Linked DNA regions of Mus musculus: region 1 is linked to region 2. The links are chromatin contacts, called in public ChIA-PET maps. All regions are on one chromosome and are shown on one strand. Each heading gives the region's core, a stretch centred on a gene start, on an enhancer-like site or on the middle of the called end of the contact. The rest is flanking DNA. Distances are from core to core; before and after follow the strand shown. Region 1 holds the start of Zfp512 (zinc finger protein 512). Region 2 overlaps Ift172 (intraflagellar transport 172).

Evidence for each region. ChIA-PET counts read pairs in DNA pulled down with a chosen protein or histone mark.
Region 1: a contact with region 2 is called in an RNA polymerase II ChIA-PET map of memory CD8 T cells, with 13 read pairs. The contact joins the promoter of Zfp512 here to the enhancer-like site in region 2. A contact is called at or near these places in 1 of 484 Hi-C or Micro-C datasets (neural progenitor cells), 6 of 115 datasets of contacts at active chromatin or transcription factors (T-cell acute lymphoblastic leukemia, bone marrow-derived macrophages, embryonic stem cells and 3 more) and 3 of 9 other capture datasets (adipose tissue, liver and pancreatic islet).

Annotation. Positions count from the first base shown.
Region 1 is chr5:31,451,019-31,456,869 of GRCm38.p6, reverse strand. It overlaps Zfp512 (zinc finger protein 512), which reads right to left and starts at 4,434. Exons shown (of 14, transcript NM_172993.3): 1 at 4,293-4,434; 2 at 3,657-3,715. The coding sequence starts at 4,322.
Region 2 is chr5:31,277,178-31,283,136 of GRCm38.p6, reverse strand. It overlaps Ift172 (intraflagellar transport 172), which reads left to right. Exons shown (of 48, transcript NM_026298.5): 9 at 1-104; 10 at 486-581; 11 at 1,632-1,793; 12 at 2,122-2,175; 13 at 2,368-2,471; 14 at 2,633-2,718. Among named protein-coding and RNA genes, the nearest start is that of Ift172, 11 kb to the left of the region's middle. Within about 2 kb of position 3,671, at least 26 of the 459 cell types and tissues checked have an H3K27ac peak or open chromatin away from gene starts, as enhancers often do. A contact at or near this core is called in memory CD8 T cells, where this site is marked.

The DNA of each region.
Region 1 (5,851 bases), core at 3,185-5,684, 170 kb before region 2:
ATCAGCAGAGGACTTACTTAGAAATCTCCATCTAAAAAAAAAAAAAAGAAAGAAAAAAAAGAAATCTCCATCTTTTGTCTCATCTTTATGTGTGAGCATGAGGAAAATCCATAGTTCACACTGTCAGCATGATTAACAGGGTAGATTAAGTCAAGAGGGTTAGGAGTCTCCACTAGGCTACTACTTTTAGTGTTTAAAAGACTCAACAAAAAAACAATTCTCAAGTATGTTGTGTAATCTATCAACCCAAGGCAGTTTTATGTATTAAAAATGATACTAAGTGATATTGTAACAATAAGTGCTCCTTTATGATGCAATGCTTGCCATGATTAGTGTCTTTATAATTAATCACTGGTATAGCTAATCTCAGCTTCTTATCACAGATGAGAAGGTTAGCCTGTTTTCAACTCTTTTTGGATTAAGAATTTTTTTAAGGGCTGGAGAGATGGCTCAGAGGTTAAGAGCACTGATGGCTCTTCCAACGGTCCTGAGTTCAAACCCCAACAACCACATGGTGGCTCACAACCATCCGCAATGAGATCTGACACCCTCTTCTGGTGCATCTGGAAACAGCTACAGTGTACTTAGATGTAATATTAAATAAATCTTTAAAAAAGAAATTTTTTATCTTTTTATTTATTTTTATTTATTTATTTTTTAAAGATTTATTTATTATATGTAACTACACTGTAGCTGTCTTCAGATGCACCAGAAGAGGACATCAGATCTCATTACGGATGGTTGTGAGCCACTATGTGGTTGCTGGGATTTGAACTCAGGACCTTCAGAAGAGCAGTTGGTGCTCTTAACCACTGAGTCATCTCTCCAACCCCCAAAAGAAAATTTTTAAAATGATTTATTTATTTTACATATGTGAGTTCACTGCTGCATCTTCAGACACAACAGAAGACAACACTGAATCCCACTGTATATGGTTGTGAGCTGCCATGTGGTTGGTGGAAATTGAACTCAAGACCTCTGGAAGAGCAATCGGTGCTCTTAACTGCTAAGCCATCTCTCCAGCCTGGATTAAGAATTTTTACGAGCCTCTATCCCAGTGGTTCTAATTGTGTGTGTCCTAAGATCACTGAAAAACACCAATATTTACATTATGATTCATAACAGTCACAAAATTAGTAGTGCAGAAGCAAAGCAAATAATTGTATAGCTGGTGGTAACCACAACATGAGGATCTGTGTTACAAGGTCCACAGCACTGAGAGAAGGTTTAGAACCTTCCCATATGCCCCATAGCCCATTCTTCTAAGTTCAAATATGTAGACTTAATTATTTAAGAAGAAGCCTTCTGGTTGGTCTCAGCATCTTTTGGAGTCTTTTTACAGAATAATACACTCCATGCTTTCCCTCTCTTTTTAAGTCTCACTTTAAATCATCAGCTCTCAAACTTTGCAGTCTCCTTGGAAGATAATTAAGAATAAGTATTTCTGGCACTGGAGGCAAGGCTCAGTGCGTAAGAGCACTTGCTCCTGCAGAGGACCTGATTCTATTCCCAGCACTCACAGGGAGCTTCACAGTCACCCATCACTCCAGTTCCAGGAGACCTGATGGCCTCTTCGGAGCTCCATGGGTCTGTGGTGCACAGACATCCATGTGAGAACATCACAAACACTAAATAAATCCAAAGAGTTTTGAGTGAGTTCTCCCAATGACTCCAATTCTGATTAAGAGACGGACCCATTTGCCTTCATTCTGCTTAACAATTTTCTTTCCATAATTCCTAGAAAAGCTGATGAATGCACTCATCTTGTGGAGAAAAAAAAATATGTTCCCAATTACTTTTCACAGAAGGTAATTCTTAATTCTGTATTTAAGATCAGTTCTTCATTTAAGCGCAAACCCATTCATTTTGTTGGTAATGTTAGGTCTCGGTTCAGAAATTCCCAGTTTTTATTCGGTTTATGAATCCAAAATCCAACTGTTGCCAAAGACAGAAACCTGTCAACACACTGTTTCCACCTCCCCCTCTGAACTCTCACCTCCTCTCATCGCCTGCATCTATAATATAGTTACAATCACACGCTATGTTTCGCATACAGTTACGATCATAGGCCACATTTCACTTTCTTCCTTAGATTTGAGCAAAACAGTCTTGGTACCAGTTTTCACACTTCTTTCAATCCATCTCTTCAAAGGTGACCTTTCCCTTCCAGGATAATTACAATTGCAACACCTTAGCATGCCCTAAAGGACCTGGCTCCTGCTACCCTTTTTTTTTTTTTTTTGTATTTTTTTCTTTTTCTTTTCAGATTTATTTACTATATGTAAGTACACTGTAGCTGTCTTCAGACACTCCAGAAGAGGAGGTCAGATCTCATTACGGATGGTTGTGAGCCACCATGTGGTTGCAGGGATTTGAACTCAAGACCTCTGGAAGAGCAGTCAGTGCTCTTAACCGCTGAGCCATCTCTCCAGCCCCCTGCTACCTCCTCTTAATGACGCCCTGCGATATCCTCCACGCGCTATCATCCTCCATGCCAGTGTCACACAGCTAGGTATTATAAACTTCTATCAGTTCAAACACTGACTTCATGGGACAGGAGGGTGGGACTGCTCAGTCTCTAACTGAATTATTCTTCGACCTTCAAGCCTCTGTCTTTGCGTGGACTATTCTGGTAATACTGAAATCATCCCTTTGCTTCCCAAAAGTGGCATTAAATTCCACTATAGGAATATTTACTAGCAGTTGCACAAATTAAAAGCGTAGCACATGCCTGTGATCCCGGTACTGGGAAGGCTGAGGGCAGAAACTGCAAAAGTTAAAGTCCACCCTGGCCGACACAGTAAGCTCCTGGTCAGCCTGGGCTACATAGTGAAACCCCATCTCAAACAAAAATACAAGTGTGTGGTGGCCCAGGCCTGTGATCCCAGCACTCAGGAGACAGATGCCTGAGGACTACAAGTTACAGGCCAAGCCAAGTGTCACAGGGAATTTCCAGATAGTGAGCCCCTACCACAAAAAAACAGTTTTTTCCTATTATACTGTATTGTATTGCCGTGATTACCCAATTCATCTGTTGAACAGACAGCTCTGTTGTCATGCCTGGGTGCCCAACCTACTACACAGCTTGTTCAGAGCAGACATCCCGTAAGTGTTATCTAAGTGAATGAACTCACCCCGGAGGTCCAAGTTAATAAAATCTTTCTTTTGTGTTAGCCATGGCAAAACTTAGCACATTCATTACACAAAACAATAAATCAGGGCTGCAACCAAGTAGCTTAGAAATGTAAAGATTGCTTATAGCTGTTTTTATTTCCCTCCCCAGTCCATCAAATTAATTATGAGCACATATTTGATATGGGGGGCAGAGGCCACGCAGGAATACCACTAACTGAAACACACACTCCATTTTTATTAGACTGCATCTTTATTGCAAGCCAGGTTTTCTTTCCCCCACACTAGGATTTTATCTGCACTGTCCAATCCCGTAGCTACTACCTACAGATGGTTATTGAAGTTTTAGTCCATTAAAATGAAATAGAATTTGTAATTCGGTTCTTCAATTGTACTAGCCACATCTCAAGTGCCCCAAAGCCATACCTGTCTGGTGGCTATGATGCTCCACAGTGCAGACACAGAACATCTTTAGCAGCACTGTCTACACCATTACAAAAATGTCCTCAGAAAACCTCACTTACTTCTTAGCTCCCACGATCCTGGTGCTCCTCTGCTGCTTAAGGGATGTGGGTCCCGGGGTCTAGCAAATCACAAGCACAGGAGTGAGTGCTAGGGACCTTTGAAGCTCATCCGCAAAGAGATGAATCCCCCTTGTGCCTAGATGTGAAGCTGTCCCGAGCAACTACTTCAAATGGACTGAAGGAGACACTTTTTAGGAAACCTGTGCCATTCTATTTATTCACAATGTAAAGACGGGTTGACAATACCAGAGTTTTCATCTTTGTCCATTCTCAAAACCCTATCCTAGATAGAGGCTTGAAAAGAAAAGACGAGGAAAAAAAAAATATATATATGATATATACATATGTATCATATATATATTAAAAGAAACGGGAGGCACTGGGGATGCTGAAGGAATATAAATAATTACAATGTGTCGAGGAACTCAGTCCAAGGATACGAGGACTAAGCAATAAAAATAAAAATGGGAAGAAAAAAGGCGGTAAGTGGATCTGATATAAAAGGGTGGGGCCTAGGATTGGCTCCGGAAAAAAAAAAAAAAAACAACTCTGAGTACAAAACAAAAGCAAAGGACCGCGTGTTCTCAGCTCGACAGTTCTATTTCTAAAGTATAATGGTCACACCAAGAAACTCACGGCGGTGACTGCACCGAGTCTGGAAGACATCACTCCCCCTCCACGCCTAACAATTTCACCCAAGGGCTCCGGACAGACCAACGCCACTTCCGCTCTCCTCGCCTCTCCCGGATGTGGTCTCAGCGGCGACTAACCCTGTTCTGAACACCTACTTCCGCCTAGCTGCTTCCGAGGGGGCTGCGGCGGGAAAGGAGTCACGTGATAACTCTTCTTCGGCTTCCATTGAGACCCCGCCCCCATAGCAACAAGGGAGTAGGCAGGCCTTTGGGGCGTGAAGGTTGGAGCAAATGGGAGGAGTCTGAATATTTAAGGGGTCCTCCCGAACTAGCGTTTGCACACCTACTCCCACCCATCCCACAAGTGGTTTTACAGATGCAAACGAAATTCAAATCGCCCCTTTATTGATCTTAAATTAAAGACCCATTCTCTTCTCCTTCCCTCCCAGATATCTCTTTCTTTGCTCAGGTGAGGGACAGAACTCTCCTTATCCACTAACTTCTGGCCTCCAAACTTGTCTAGCTTTTGGATTTTTTTTTTTTTTTTTTTTTTTGGTGCGGTCCCTGAAAGACATGAACACTTTAGCCAAGTTACATCTGGATCTCTCCAGCGGATGAGTCTGGAACAATGCCTGTTCTTAGAAGAAGTGGGCTTGATCCAGAACTATGTCCTTTCCAACCAGAGGGAACGGAAAAGGATCTTTCAGAGAAATTACCATGGCTCCTTTCTGAATGACTGCCCAGTGACGTCCACGAGAGACTGAGATGGCTCGTTTTTGAGGGACTGAGGCATCTCAGAGAATAGAGAGTCTGCTGACTCCTCCCTGAAAGACTGTGTAGACTCTTCTTCACAGAAGGAATGTGCCCTCTTCTCTCTAGAAGTCTACAAGGGCTTCTCCCTGAGGGACTGTGAAGGTTCCTTCCTGAGGGACTACAAGGGCTCCACCTCAAGTGACTTCTAGGGCTCTTCCCTGAAGGACTTGGAAAGCTACTCCCTGAGGGATTTTGAGGACTTCTCCTTGAGGAACTGTGGCCTCTCCCCTTAAAGAGACTGTTATGTCTTCTATCAAAGAGCTATGATAAGTTCTTACAGAGGAACTAAGACTGTTTCTCTGGGAGGGACTTTAATGACTCTGATTTCATCAAGGAAGTAAACTCAGCCCCGGTACAAGAGACAGACACATGCTCAGTGACTTCCTGGAATATGTCGCTGAACTTTGAACTAGTTTTCTTGACTCCCAATCTACTACCAGAGTATTGCTGGATTATGGAAGATGTTGAGCAGAGTGTTGACATCGTTAAAGGCATTCTTTTCTCATTACTGTGACATAAAATATGTCTCTGAATATAGTTTTTAACCACTGAAGTCTGAGAAACAGTCCTTGAAACCCTTTCTAGCAGGCTTTGAGAAAATACCATTAGTTCAGCTGGAACCCCAAAAATTAAGAATAGATTGGTAGATGTCCATAGTGGAGCCTTCTGTTACAAATGACTGAAAACAAGGCTTCCTTTCCATAGTGGTTCCCATGACATTCCCCAGCATTAGCATACTGGAGAGGTATT
Region 2 (5,959 bases), core at 2,422-4,921:
GTCCTCGAAGAAGCATCTGGGAAGAGGCGAAACCCAAGGAGATCGCTAACTTATACACCGTCACCGCCCTGGCCTGGAAGCGGGATGGCTCACGACTCTGTGCGGTGTGTTTATAACCCCTTTCTGTATTGGTGATGGTCTCCAAACTAGAATACTGTGACACTAGAGAAGTCCAAACTGCCTTGTGACTTCAACCTAAAAATCTACTGTCAAAGGCAAGAAAGGGAAATGCACACCATTGGAGGCCCCAAGGGACAGTTTTCCAATCCAGCCTGATGTCTCACTTTGTCCAATCCACATGTGATACCTATAAGTCCTAGGGTTGCCACCTTTTGGATTCTGATAGGTCCAAAACCTGCCTGCCCTTCTGCTGGCCACTTGTCTCTCTAGACTGTGTCACTGAGGTTTGGGGTGTTGAGGGCATCTGACACCTTCCCTGTGCCAGTGCACCATGTGTTGCCTCTCATGCTGTCCCTCTCCCTCAGGGAACACTCTGTGGTGGGGTGGAACAGTTTGACTGCTGCCTCCGAAGGAGCATTTACAAGAACAAGTTCGAGCTGACGTATGTGGGCCCTAGCCAGGTGAGCAGCGGAGATCTCCTGGGCTCGTTCATCTGTGTAACATTTTCCCACCTGCTGGCTGCAGCCAGTCTCAACTTTAACCTTCATCCCAGTGGCAGAGCTGTTGTGGGGAACAGAATGTATCAGGGGAACGCCCTGGCAGCTTTGTTGCTACTTAGCTGTTCCAGCACTAGATTCTTTTGTCCAGGGACTGGGTTATCTTTCTGGTGTAAAACTGTCTACCCAGTGCTGACCACAAGAAGCATCGATAAGCAGGTTTACAAATGAGCCACAAAGCTCCGAGGTGAGGTGCGCTTCTCACGCTCCCTCTGCCCCTCCCTTCCTTTCCTGATGATTTGTTCCTTTATCTTTGCATGCTCTCACCTTTGTCCATATCCATACACATAATTAACAATCTTAGACAAATAAACAAAAAAGACAATGTGGCCCATGAATCTCAGGCCAGCCTGAGCTACATATGACAAGTTCCAGGCCAATCGGGGTTACATAGTAAGACCTTGTATCAAAAATAAAAACAAAGCAGAAGTTGAATGTTGTAGGTTGCTCTGTAACTTACTTCAACAGTTGAACAAAAAGAAAATCTTAGGAGGCTAAGGCAGGAGAATGGCCAGTTGGAGGTCATCTTTGGCACATAGGGAGACTCTTAAAAACCCAAAATAATAATAAATAATAACTATTTATTATTATGTTTACTTATATTACCAATTAATATTATAAAATATTATTATTTTTTATTACTATACAGTAGTCTTAATAGATAGAGAGACTTGTACTAAGAACTGTGGAAACAAAGTGAGAGATTGGTGCGATTCAGTAGAACTTTCAGAATCAAATGTATCGTGAACAGCAGAAGCGGGACTGTGGAAGTATTTCCTAAGTAGCAAATCCCCATGTGAGTGTCAGGCATTGCCATCATCAACAGCATCCCAGGACAAGTGCAGATGCAGGCATTAGCTGTGTTCAGCATCCTAGAGTTGTGTGAAAGGCAAGCACCTTCGCTTCTCTTCTGTGCTGGGAAAGGCTGAAGGGCTCACACTTGTCCCTTACCAGGTGATTGTGAAGAACCTGTCTTCAGGGACCAGGGTGGTGCTCAAGTCACACTATGGCTATGAAGTAGAAGAGGTGAAAATCCTGGGAAAGGAACGTTACTTGGTGGCTCACACATCAGACACACTGCTGCTGGGAGACCTGAACACGAACCGCCTCAGCGAGGTAGGGACCAAGGATGCAAGATTGGGCAACGGGATGTCTTGGCTAATTCTGGGGACCAGGACCCCAAGAGGTAAGATCCCCAAAAGAGGCCCTGACATTCTGATGGTGGTGACCTTGTTTCAAGAAGTGAGAGGGGTAAAATCCTGGAGTATGAATTTCTTTAGTCAGGCTGTTTTTACACAGCCACCTCTGAAAGTGTAGGAAGCAAGGCAAGGCTCTGACACAGCGCATCTTCCATGCAGCACTGAAACCTCCCCGATTGAGGTCTCCCGGCCTTGTCTTGGGTAATTCTCTACATTGTCTCTGGTGTTTTCTCCTTACTTTGCAGATAGCCTGGCAGGGATCTGGGGGCAATGAGAAATATTTCTTTGAAAATGAGAATGTAAGTAGAACTCAGCCCCTGCCAGCATGCCTATAAACCTCATTCCAGCTCCTAGTCAGAAGGCTGAGTGGGAGGGGCAGGAGCCAGCAGGTAGACGGTGGGGGTCGAGCAGGAAAAGAGAAGGAGAAGTCACCCTAAACTATACTACCCCTCCCACTGTTTTTCTCCTCGCCCCTCTCCCATTCTCCCCAGGTGTGCATGATCTTCAATGCTGGAGAGCTGACCCTGGTGGAATATGGGAGTAACGACTCCTTGGGTTCTGTGCGCACCGAATTCATGAACCCTCACCTCATCAGGTAACCTGACAAGGTTCTCTGAACCCTTGAAGGCCAGGAGAATTCCTTTTGAACTTCTAAACTATGCTTAGATTGCCCCCAGATCAGTCTGAAACTTCATCCATACGGTACTCAGAACCTTCAATACAAGCCCTTACCTTACCAAGTCCTTTATATTTCAGCGTCCGTATCAATGAGCGCTGCCAGCGAGGAATGGAAGATAATAAGAAATTGGCTTATCTTGTTGATATTAAGACAATTGCTATAGGTAAGATACTCTTGTAACTTTAATATCAGAACAGATACCTGTGTTGCACTCTGTATCACAGATTTTGTCAGTGAGGAATCTGAGAAACTGAAAGACACCAGGTAAATGCATTTTTACAGTGGTTATCCAAAGTGTCCCTGTGGGCATGCCTCCAGGTAACTACCTAGCTGTGGATGTAGATATATAGGCTTGTCCATATAATTACCATGTTCTCTGGGCATAGAGCTCAGGGCCAGCAAGTCGTGAACAGGAGAGAGCTATCAGCATCTGCAGGAATTTTCCTGCTTAGACATCATGAAATCATAGACTTTTTAGAACTAGAAGGGCCATCATTTTAAAAAATCCCTTATTAGTGACTAGTATCAATAAAAACTTAATTTGCATTCCACAAGGATTCCATTTATAAATCTTTATCATTTTTACCACCAAATGTTACAGGCATCAAGAATAGCATAGCACCCTCCAGAAAGTATAGACATGTGAATGCAGCATGGCTGTAAGAGTGGGACTGTGGTCAGCCAGCCACCCCGTGTGCACTTGCTGCGTGTGAGTCTACCAAACTTCCTTAGTCTTTCTCACACAGTGGGAACAAAGTCAGTACCTGCGTCAGATGGAAGCACTGAGATCCTCGCCTGACGCAGAGTCGTTCAGTAAATTCCGACTGTTGATAGTCGTGACATACTAGTAAAACTTGCTTACCCATGCCTAGTTCTGCTGAATCATAACAGTTTGTCATATTTACACTGAGTCTTTTGCTTCATATCTTACTCGTGACATTTAACGTGTTAAGTTTTAAAAGATTTCTTTTTATTTGATATGTATGGCTATTTTGCCCACACGTGAGTGTGTGTGTGTTCCATGTGCGTGTCGGGTGTTGTTGGAGGTAATGCCACTCTCTGAGTCTGTCCTTAGAGTAGACTCGCTGTATTTTCACCTTCACTAAGTATTTCCTGCTGCTCTCCACGGAGGCTGACCAGCTTCCTTCCGTTTCTCTCACACTCTCTCGAGTCGTGATTGCCTGGTGTGTGTGTGAAAGCTCCTGCATTTCATATTGTCACTCAGATGCCTTCTTCTGTGAATTGCAGTTCTCATCCCGAACACATTGTAAAAGTCAAGTCGTCTCTGTTAGAGATGAGAAGGCCTTCACATATACATGTGTATGAGCATGTGTATGCATGTGTGTGTGTTTGTAGCCTCTGCAGATTTTAAGCCATTCCCTTTTTAGTGTCTTTAGTATTCCGACATTTAAAAATGTTCCTGTACTTACTTATGCACTGGGCTTGGGGGAGGCGTGTATGCATAGCACGCAAGTGGGGGTAAAAGGGCAACCTGAAGCAAGGGGTCAAACCTCAGCCCTGCATCACCTTTAAAAATTAGATAGGGGCCAGCAAGGTAACTCACACCTGCAGGTGCTCGACTCCGTGCCTGAGGGCTTGAGAGGGAGAGCACTGACTCCTGCAAGCTGTCTTCCGACTTCCAAATGTGCTCCTCGAAATTTTTTTTAAAAAGTAAATAACAGTAATTAAATGTTGTTCTTGTTTTTGTTTTTTGAGACAGGGTTTCTCTGTGTAACCTTGGCTGTCCTAGAACTCATTCTGTTGACTAGGCTGGAAAAAAAATTTTTTTAATTAAAAGACAATTGAGGTTGGGATGTAGCTTGGTGGTAGAGAGTGGGGCAGGCCCTGGGTTCAGGCACCAGTACTGCCAATATGACAGTAACACGGTTGCTGATTCTGAGGTCTTGTTTAAGAATGTTTCCCCTATGCCCTCCTATATTTTTACATTCTTAACTTCTGCTTTCCACCTGGTATTTATTTTTGTATTTGATGTGGGTTTTAGCTTTATTTCTTCCATCTGTTTAACCATTTACCCACTGGTTTGTTATGCCATCCCTGTCATAAATGATGCTTTCATACACATATGGGCCTCTTCTTAAGATAGTTTCATATTTCATGAATATCCATTTCTCTTCTGAGCTCAGAAATCCTGGTATCTGCAGTGGAAATGATATGTAGGCCAAGAAGCCTAAGACTCAAGTGGCAATGACAAACTATGAGACTTCAGACTAGTCCATTCAGTCTGAAGTCCATTCACACACACACACACACACAGAGAGAGAGAGAGAGAGAGACACACACACACAGAGTTTGTCAATTTTCCAAGTCACTAGTCCCTTAAGTATAATGAAAATTATTGACATTCCCCCCAAAAGTGCATATACATAAAATTTTGTGTGTAATTTCAAGGTTCACAAAGCCCTTGCTAATTTTTTGTTTTGGTTTTGGTTTTTTGAGACAGGGTTTCTCTGTGTAACCCTGGCTGTCCTATAACTCACTCTGTAGACCAAACTGGCCTCAAACTCAGAAATCCACCTGCCTCTGCCTCCCAAGTGCTGGGATTAAAGGCGTGTGCCACCACGCCCGGCACCCATGCTATTTTAACATGGCTTGGTTTGGCTTAGTTTTGGTTGCTGTTTTGTTTTGTGGTTTGGTGTTTTAAGACAGGGTCTCATGTAGCCCAGATTTACTTTGAATTCCTGATCCTCCTGCCTCAGACCCTTGAGTATTGGGATTACAGATAGAAGCCACAATGCCCAGTGTCATAATCTCTATGTCTCCAAAGTTAAGACTACCGCATAACTAGTCTGCACGCTGGCTGGTCTCCAGTTGGTCGCCTTCCTGACTCGGCCTTTCTGCCTTTGTCCAAAGTCTGATTGTGAGCCACTGAGCTCGCTGACCCTGGCTGACTCGAGGCTTCCTTCTCCTGCTCTATCTGTGTGCCCCTCCACTCTTCGATGCTCATTTCCCCTTGAGCACTCCATCACTCAGGTGTATGTCATACACTTGGAGTATGACATCACCAAGGCCGTTTCAGTCATCAGTTATCTCTGGAACTCAGGACCACATTCAACTGTTTTCAACTGATTGTTTCAAGTCAGGGTCAGATGAGGTAGCTGGAGCTGACCTACATAGAAGGGGCTAGCCACAAACTCCCTCTCTTTGTGCCTTAGCTTTCTGGGGGCTGGGATGATAGCCATGTACCTCCCATAAGACCTTTTAGTTAGCTGCAAAGTCAAGTAAAACTATCTGTAATTCTAGATAAGTTTCTTAACTTTCTTGTATGTGTCTTTGTGTCTGCGGCTGCATCTAGCCTGGGCTAGACTCAAACTTGCTCTGTGACTGATTTTGAACTGATCTTCCAGCCTTCACCTCCTAAATTCTGGGACTATAGACATGGAATA